Regions from separate parts of the Ovis aries genome. Here region 2 is linked to region 1. The links are chromatin contacts, called in public Hi-C maps. All regions are on one chromosome and are shown on one strand. The core of a region is the stretch at or near the end of the contact, and the rest is flanking DNA. Distances in the headings are between cores, read along the strand shown.

Region 1 (4,172 bases), core at 1,219-3,718:
ATCTCCAAATCAAGGTCCTCTCATCTGCCTCTCTGTCCCCTGCCCCACCAACTCTGCAGCCTTCATAGTTTCCAGTGTGTGTCCATCTTTTCTCCTTAACCTGGTGTGTACTCCCTGAGGGACAGGATTAAAAAAAGGAGACATGATAAAGCTAGGAAGCTGGGTGATGGGAGCTCAGGTAAAATCACCTCCCTTCCCTGGGCCTTGATTTTCTCATCTGCAAAAGAGGGATACCATTCCCTACTTCGTAGTGGGGTTTTGAGCAATCGAGAGGAGATAATCCATGTGGGGGCTCAACACTATGAGGCCCACAGCCAGAACTACAGCTATTTAAAAAAGAAAAGCGTTCTGAATCAATGCTCATGGCCATTACCCACTTCCCCGCTAGAGGGCACTCCAGCTGCACTGTGAGAGGCTGTCACACAGCCCACGGGCCTCCAGACGCTCTGCCCCATCCCTCCGAAAAAGAAACATCAAGGGTTAAGATTGCTCCAGGGATCTCCTAAGATGTGTGTAATTTAGAGACAAGGGTCACAGAAGGATGTAATTCTGGAAACCATTATTTCTTTCACTTCTGCTTTAAGTCCGAGGCAAACTTTATACACACGTACAGTCCTTTTGAGGGAAGTGGGGGGCTGGAGAGTCCACCAACTGGGCTTTGAGCCTTTTGGACAGATTGGAGATTCTGAGGCCCTGCCACTCTGCACAGCCTTTTTTTCTGCAGAGTCCGTCTGCCCTGCCCATGCCAACTGCCACAAAGTCACAGGGTGTCAGGGTGGGATGGGGCCTTGAGAAAACCTTAGCACTAGAGGGGAGACAGTGCTTGCCCATGGAGACTGCCTGCAGCCTTGCCTGCCACCTTGGGTCATCTCGACTTCCCTTTCCCAGACTCTGTTCTTCCTCATTAAAAAATAAATAAATAAACACCAAAAACCTCTAAGATGGCTTCCTCTGGAGCTAAGTCTCCCTCCCTTGCCAAGGCCAACGTGCCATGCTTTTACTCTCTCCCCCTCCATCCTCATTAGAACCTCCAGACACAGCCAGAAGTGGGGATAACTGAAAACCAGTAGCCCAGCCTGGGTGATAAAACTCAAAGTGAAGTGACTTAAGGTCAAATTTAAGTTCGATCCTCCTGTCGGAAGGGAAGGCATGCAGAATAAATCCTGAGAAGAGGCAAGCTGGAGACACGGAGGCAGCCTCCCACCCCAAAAGCCTCTCCCTGTTCCGCACCATGAGGGAGATCACGTTCACTCCTGCTCTGGACATGAATTCCAGGTAGAGCCCCACCAGCTCAAGGGTGGGGGAGAGCAGAGCTCTCAAGTGCAGAGGCCACCTCCCTGCCACCCCCGCAGGTGGATGGCCCCCACCTGCCTCATCCACCCTCTTCCTGCGGGCCTCCCCAGACCCTGGTTTTGTGAGCAAGGCTCATCCTCCCTCCGCGTCCCCATTCCCAGGCCCCTCTTGCTGAGAAGCCAGAGCTGGCCAGGGCCGCCTGCCAGGGGCTCGTCGGGGTCTCACAACCACCCCCTGCCCAGCAGGGGCCCCCTCTCGAAAGGCCCGCCCGCAAGGGCGGCCGCGGATCTGTCCCTCCCCTGCAGGCCCCGTGTTGCGCCCGGGCTAGGGGCCCGAGAGGGGGCTGTTGGGGCTGGGCCAGGTTACCTTCAGGAGGAAAGTTTTGGGTTTGGGTCCCCTCTTCTTGGGTCCATACAGCTCACGCTCCCGCTCCCTGCGGCAGAGAAACACCCGAGGTTAAAAATGAGCCCCTTCCCGGGCCCCACTCCGCGCTGCCTTCCCTGGCCCTCCCGCTTCCCCGCGCTGCGCCCCAGCCGAGCCTCGGCCCCGCCGCCCCTGCCAGCTTCCCAAACTCACTTCTGTTCGAAGGCTGCAATGAGCCGCGAGTCTAGGATGTTCTCTTCGGGCTCCCAAGTGCTGTACCTGCCGAGTTACACATGCACAAAATAAAAAACAAAACAAGAGAAGCAGAGGCACATGCGAGGGAGCAAATGTGCGCACCCCCCAAGGTAAAAAAAAAAAAAAGGCCCCGATGTCCGCTGCTTCCCTTCCCCCCTCGCTCCTGGATCCCGTGACACTCACTTGATGGCCCACCCCTTCCATTTCACCAGGTACTCGATGCGTCCCTGAAAAAGAGAAGGAAAAAAAGGGGAGAGTGGGGGTGGGGAAGATGCGGGGACGCGAGGAGGCGACGGCGCGGGGGTGGGCGAGAGAGCCCAGGTTAGCGGGACCGCTTCGCCTAGCTGGCCCACAGACTCGGGCCTCGGCTGCGGGGCGAAGCGTCCCGCCCTGGGAGGCGGCTCACCTTTCGGATCCGCCGTTTGATGATAGATTCGGCCGCGAAGACCCGCTCGCCCACTGCAGACAGCTCCATCTTGCTCAGCGGCACCCACAGCCCATAATACTCCCTGCTCCCGCGGCCGGTGCTGCACCGCTCGCGCACGCGCCGCAGCGCTCAGGCTCGGCGGGCGGGCGCGCGGCAGGGCGCGCGCTCGCGTTCCAGCTGCGGGCCGTCACGTGACCCTCCGGGCTGGTGCGCCGTTGCCAGGACCTCCTCCTCCCCCGGGGCGGTTGCTAGGGAAAGTGAGCGCACGCGGGGCCGGGGCGCGCGCTGGCTCTTAAAGGGGCCTAGCCTGGCTCGGGGAGCCGCGGCCCCGAAGCCCGGGAAGGAGATGCTTGGCCTACGGGAAGCCTGGTTGTGGACAGTGCAATCTTACAAACACTTTCTCATTCTCCCCTCCATCTTCCTGGCCCCGGACCGCTGACTATCTCTCCCTCTTAACCCTCCCTTACAAGTCACTCCTGGGCCCTGGGCGGTGAAGGGGGGTGGAATTTCTACAGCCGCTGCTCAGCTTCCCAGCAGAAGTTTGCAAACAGTTAAATATGATACAGCAGAAATGCATTTGCTGTTGCCTTGCCAGGCCCTGCGGGAATTTCTTTAAAACACTGCTCCCCCCGCCCTTATCCATTATTTATGTATTCGTGGGAGTGTGGTTTTGTAACCAGTTCAGATGAATTAAAACAAAAACGCCACCGCAGGAAAGGGTGGGGGGAGACGGTGAATGGGGCCGAGGAAGGTCGGGGTGATCCCTTGGATTTGTTTTCGGCCGGGGTCTTGGGCGGGCACCTGCCTTCACCAGGAGGGAGGTCGGGTGAAGACGCAGCGAGCAAGATGTGGCGGTGGTTGGGGGTAGGGGGGCGGTCCAGGGAGGAGAGGCCGCGGGGTGACTACAGGCTTCCTACATACCAGATTGGGCCCGAAGCAGGTCATCCTTGGGTCACTCGGCAAAAGCCGCCCTCGCGGTCAGGTCTCTGTTTTCTGATTCCCAGGCCCCCTGGCCGCGTCATCCTTCTGCCGCCTACAGTTCCTCTAATGGTTCCGCCATTGCTAACGGGGAGACCACAGCCCAGCTTCCTATTTGGGGAGGGAGAGGGAGACTTCAGCTGTCCTGGAGAGGGCACAGAGTACCCCTGCCACACAAACCGCGCCATTTCATTTTATTTTGAATTATTTAAACTTTATTTTTTAAAAAGAACACCAACAGCCTTGTTCTTGCAATTTTTTTTTAAGTAAGAAAAGAAACTGTCTATAATATCCATCCAACCGTTAACCTCTTCACGGATCTTCTTCGAGACTCTGTCCTATGCCTAATAAACACACGTACCTATGCTCCTTTGTACGTTATATATATATGTAGTAAATGGCAACCCACTCCAGTATTCTTGCCTGGAGAATCCCATGGACAGAGGAGCTTGGTAGGCTACAGTCCACGGGGTCACAAAGACTGAGGACTTCACTTTCACTTTCATAGACGTGTATTTAAATATTTTCTTTTCAGCAGAATGGGATCTCATTGTTCACACTAGCTGGAATCCACTTTTCTCCCTAAATGATATAAAGTGGACCGTTTTTGGTGTCACTGAGTACAAATTTCCCAGTCGTTTGTCTGTGGCGGAGAGACGGAGGTGGAGAGGGCTGGGGATGTGGTTCCGATCAGGGCTGTCTCTTGCTTTCATTATTGCTTTGTTGCAGAAGGAGATTTTTACATGTCCTGTGGTACAACCCCAATTCTTGTGGTTTCAAGTCAACCACGTCAAAATTTCTCTTTCTCATCCCTACCAGCCTGCTAATTTGTCCAGTTATTACCTTGGGCGAGATC
Region 2 (4,172 bases), core at 648-3,147, 140 kb after region 1:
CAGTGCTCATCCCTCCCTCCAGGAGTGAGAAAATAAGAGCCAGGTTCCTCCCTTCCGCACAGGTGACAGGGGCCTTCCCAATCTGACAAGTGGTACCCCTCCACACTAGAACTTTAAGACCAAGATAATGTCATCTCCTCAAAGAAGCCTGCCCTGGCCACCCTCCCTCCCACCTTACAGTTCTCTTTCTGTGTGGCACACAACCCCAGTGGAAAGCATCTGTTTACTTCCTCTTTTGCTGCCTGTCTCCTCTACCAGAATGCCAGCTCCACAAAGCCTGGGGCTCCCTCCCCTGGCACTTAGACTGGTGCCTGGTATATAAGAGGTCCTCAAAATTTTGAATGAATGTGAAAGGAACAATGCTCCTCACTCTCTGGCACTACGGCCCCCTGTAGAAAGGGGTAATTAATGTACCTGCTTAGGGTACACTGCATGGAAAGCATTGGGTTTTGAGGAACAAATTCAAATTAAGGAAACTCTGAGCGAAGGGAGAAGGAGAAGGGGCAGCCCCGACATGAAGACAAAACTCAACCCCATTGGAGTTGGGGGAAGAAAAGAAAAGGTCATGGCCTACTTTGACCCCGTTACCCTTAGCCCAAGATAACAGAGCTGAGTTTTCTCCCTTGAAAGATGAGTTGGCAATGAGCCAACTTGAACTCCGGCTCTGCACTCATCTCTAACTTACTGTTTGACCTTGGTCAGGTCACTTCCCCAGCGCGGGCCTCAGTTTGTGCCTCCGTCAAATGGGAGGAGGTGAACTCCTGCCCTGCCGCTAGAGCCTCTCAAGGGGCGGCAGGGAGGAGATAAAAGGATAGTGGTTCTAAGTGTTGGGACAGGAAATTTCCCCAAAGCCTTCCAGTCCCAACTTCCAGCCTGGGGCCAGACTACTTTGCAAACGTGTGCACCGGAAATGGGCATGGCCAAAGTCCAGGCCCGAGGCGCAGGGACAAAAACACAAGAGAACAGATGCCTCCTTAAATCGCTGGGTGTATGTTTGGGAGGCGAAGGCAAAGGGGGAGGAGCTTTGAGGATGCCGAAGCGCCGTAGGCGGCTTCACCGAGCCGCCGGGCGGAGCTGGGAGTCGGGGAGGGGAAGACTGAGGGGGTGTGCACTGGAAGTCGGGGAGAGACGCGGAGGTGGGGGTGTAGAGGGGATCGGAAAAGGTCGAAGTCCAGCAGTTAAACTTAAGAGGCGGGAGGAGGCTTTTCCAAAGCTCCGCCTCCAACTTCAAAGGACTTGGCACCAAGAGTAGACAGTCCTGAGTTCGAGACCCAGCTCCAATGCGAACACACGAGGCAAGCCGTTTCTTCAACTTGGGCCTCAGTCTCCCCATATTTAATGAGAGGAGGGTGAGAACGGATAGCGTTCGAGGTCCCTCCAGTCCGATCCTAATCTCCAGCTCTGGCTGGCTCAGCTGCCCTCAGCATCCTGGGGCGACAACTTTTAATTCTACGCTCCCTACAAGGTGGCGGGGGAAACTGAGGCACGGGCTGGGGATACGGGCCCGGCAGCGCGGGGCTGCCTGGGTCCCCCCGCCCCCACTTTCTCCCTCGCCTCCAGGGTAGAGGAGACAGTACTGGGGACAGAAGGGGACCCCACAGGGGTCCTGGGAGCCGCCCCCCGGGCAGCCTCACCTTCCGCACGCGCTTCTTCCGGATGCTCTCTACGGCGAACACCTGCTCGCCGATGGCTGACAGCTCCATGCGGGGCGGCGGGCGAGCGGGCCCGGGGCCGGGCCGGGCCGGGGGCGGAGCTGCGGGGCCGCGGCTGCGGCGCGCGATGCTCGGGCCGGCGGGGTCCCCGTCACCCTCGCCCGGGCGCGCACGCGCACGCGCACGCGCGCACACCCCCTCGCGCTCCCTCACGCCGCCGACGTTCCATTTTTGAACCTGCGCAACGTTTTCCTCTGCGCGAGCGAGCCCGCGGGCGAGCGCGCCGGGCGGGGGCGAGGGCGGGGCGGGGCGGGGCGGAGCGGGGGCTCGGCTCCCGTCTAGCCGGCCACGCCCCTCCCTGGCTCCGCCTCCCGCTCGGGCCCGCCCCTCTGGAGGTCCGCCCCCGGGCCTCGCGCGCGGCGTGTCTCTCCAAAGCCGGCGGCCCGCGGGACTTATTTGGCAGGGGCTCCGCTAGGCGGGTGTGTTGGACGAGATATTAGCACCCAGGAGTGTTTTCTTAAGTCCTCCCGGTGGCTCTGAGGGTCTGGAAACGGCCTGGCCCCGGCTGGGCATACGAGGGCCCGGGGGAGAGCGGTGAGGCCATTTGCCTCGCCTCTCAACAAAGAATAGACGAGATCGCGGCGCGGACCCTCGGGCGTCAGGAGGGCGGGGACGGCCAAGGTTTCCAACCTGTCAGGGTGTCTCAGTACCACGGTCTCTCTGGATCCAGGCTCCGGAGCGGTGTGGCTTGCCGGTCCTGAGCCGGCGCCTCCGCGTCCATCCTTAACGTCCGTCTGTCCGTCTGGGCGGTTGTGCTGAGACGCCTGGTCCCCAGGCGGCCGCTGCCTCAGGGGCCCCCGCTAGGCAATACTTGGCGGCAGGTATGGCCGCAGCGAATCTAGGGTGAGCAGCGGGACGGATTTTGACGCCACGCAGCCCCAAGTCCCCAGTGACACGCACTTGACACTCTGCACGTAGTAGGTGTTCGACTCTGTGGAATGGATGGATCTTGAGATCTCACACAAATCCATTCATTATCCCCATCCACTCCAACACGGTTCTGTCTGTCCTACGGCGCCAGCTTTCCATCTTCACTAGGAACCCGAGTCATCCGTGCCCCTTGGGCTCCCAACCGCCTGCCTGCGTTGACCCCCCAAGTCCTGCCTCTCTGACCTCCTCCCATCCACACCCCTTGTCCTTTCTCTGGACTGCAGCAACTGCCTTCTCACTTCTCAATGCCCTCCGAGTCCACAGTGCCCGAGTGCGCTTTCTAAAATGCAGATCTGACTGGATCACCTTAGTGCTTTAAAACCTTCCATAGCTCCCTGTGCCCCTCAGAATAAAGTCCAGACGCCTCTGCCTGGCGTCCGGGGTAGAAAAAGAGAAAAGAAAAAGAAATGATTTGCACGGACTTTTTATCAGGAGCAACGGAAGCCCGGAGGCGGTAGAATGATACCTTCAAAGCACTGAAAGAAAATAACCATCATCTTAGAAACTGAGTGAAATTTTATTTCAAGATTTATGTACCCAGTGAAAATGTCTTTCAGAACAAGGGGAAATGATAACATTTACAAATACAAAAACTGACTTTGCCAGTAGCAGACCCTCCCTAAAGGAAATTCCAACGGAAGAACTTCAGGCTGGAGGAAGATGATCACAGACAGAGGTCTGATGAAACAGAGAATAAAGAACAATGAAGAACATTGATAATACAATAACAATGTCTTCTGGATAAAAATAGAATTAAAATACACAACAATGGCATAGAACTTGGGTGAATGGATTAAAGTGTTCTATCTTTCTATTCCTCAGAAGGAAAACGAAAATAGATAGCAAATATACTTAAACTCTGATGAGTTAAGACTGTAAGTTGTCATTAACAGGGTAAACAGAAAGAATGGAAATGCAGTATATAGTATTTAGCCAGATTATTAGAGGGGAAAAACAGAATGAGAAAATCAATCCAATCAATCCTAAAACAAGCAAGAATGGAGAGAAAAATACAAGATAGGTGGGACAAATAAATAAGTTATAAATTCAAATGTACTATAAAACAATGCAAGTGGACTAAATGTTGTAGTTAAAATACGAAGATTACCAGGCAGGATAAAAATCCAACTACCTGTAATTTACAAGAGACATCCACAAGAAACATTTCCAAAACAAAGACACTGAAAGGGTGAAAGGAAATGCGTAGTTAAAAAAAAAAAAAATCTTATAATACAAAGGCTAAGGAAAAGAAGACTGGTGCAGTTATTTTAGTATCAGAAAAAAATCAGTAGAGATTAAAAGGTCACTGAAAATGGTCCAACTGACCAGAAAGAAAGAACAATTTCAAACTCATATGTAAAGACCATAGTCTTAAAAAAAAAAAAAAAAAAAAAAGAGAACTCTACAGAGAAATAGAAAAACCCACAATTATAATGGGAGATTTAAAAACACATCCCTCTGTAATCAACAGAACAAGCAGAAATACATTTAATGATAATATTAAGAAACTTGACTAGGGGACTTTTACAG

Evidence for each region. A called contact is a pair of places that touch in the nucleus more often than the background predicts.
Region 2: a contact with region 1 is called in a Hi-C map of hypothalamus, with 4 times the contacts expected there. The contact joins the promoter of CBX7 here to the promoter of CBX6 in region 1. A contact is called at or near these places in 3 of 16 Hi-C or Micro-C datasets (hypothalamus, liver and tail adipose tissue).

The regions. Positions count from the first base shown.
Region 1 is chr3:216,290,331-216,294,502 of ARS-UI_Ramb_v3.0, forward strand. It overlaps CBX6 (chromobox 6), which reads right to left and starts at 2,469. Exons shown (of 5, transcript XM_027968120.2): 1 at 2,318-2,469; 2 at 2,095-2,138; 3 at 1,870-1,935; 4 at 1,660-1,726. The coding sequence starts at 2,386.
Region 2 is chr3:216,429,177-216,433,348 of ARS-UI_Ramb_v3.0, forward strand. CBX7 (chromobox 7) reads right to left here and starts at 1,898. Exons shown (of 6, transcript XM_042247753.2): 1 at 1,635-1,898. The coding sequence starts at 1,703. All of the region lies in intron 1 of LOC132659640 (a long non-coding RNA gene), which reads left to right.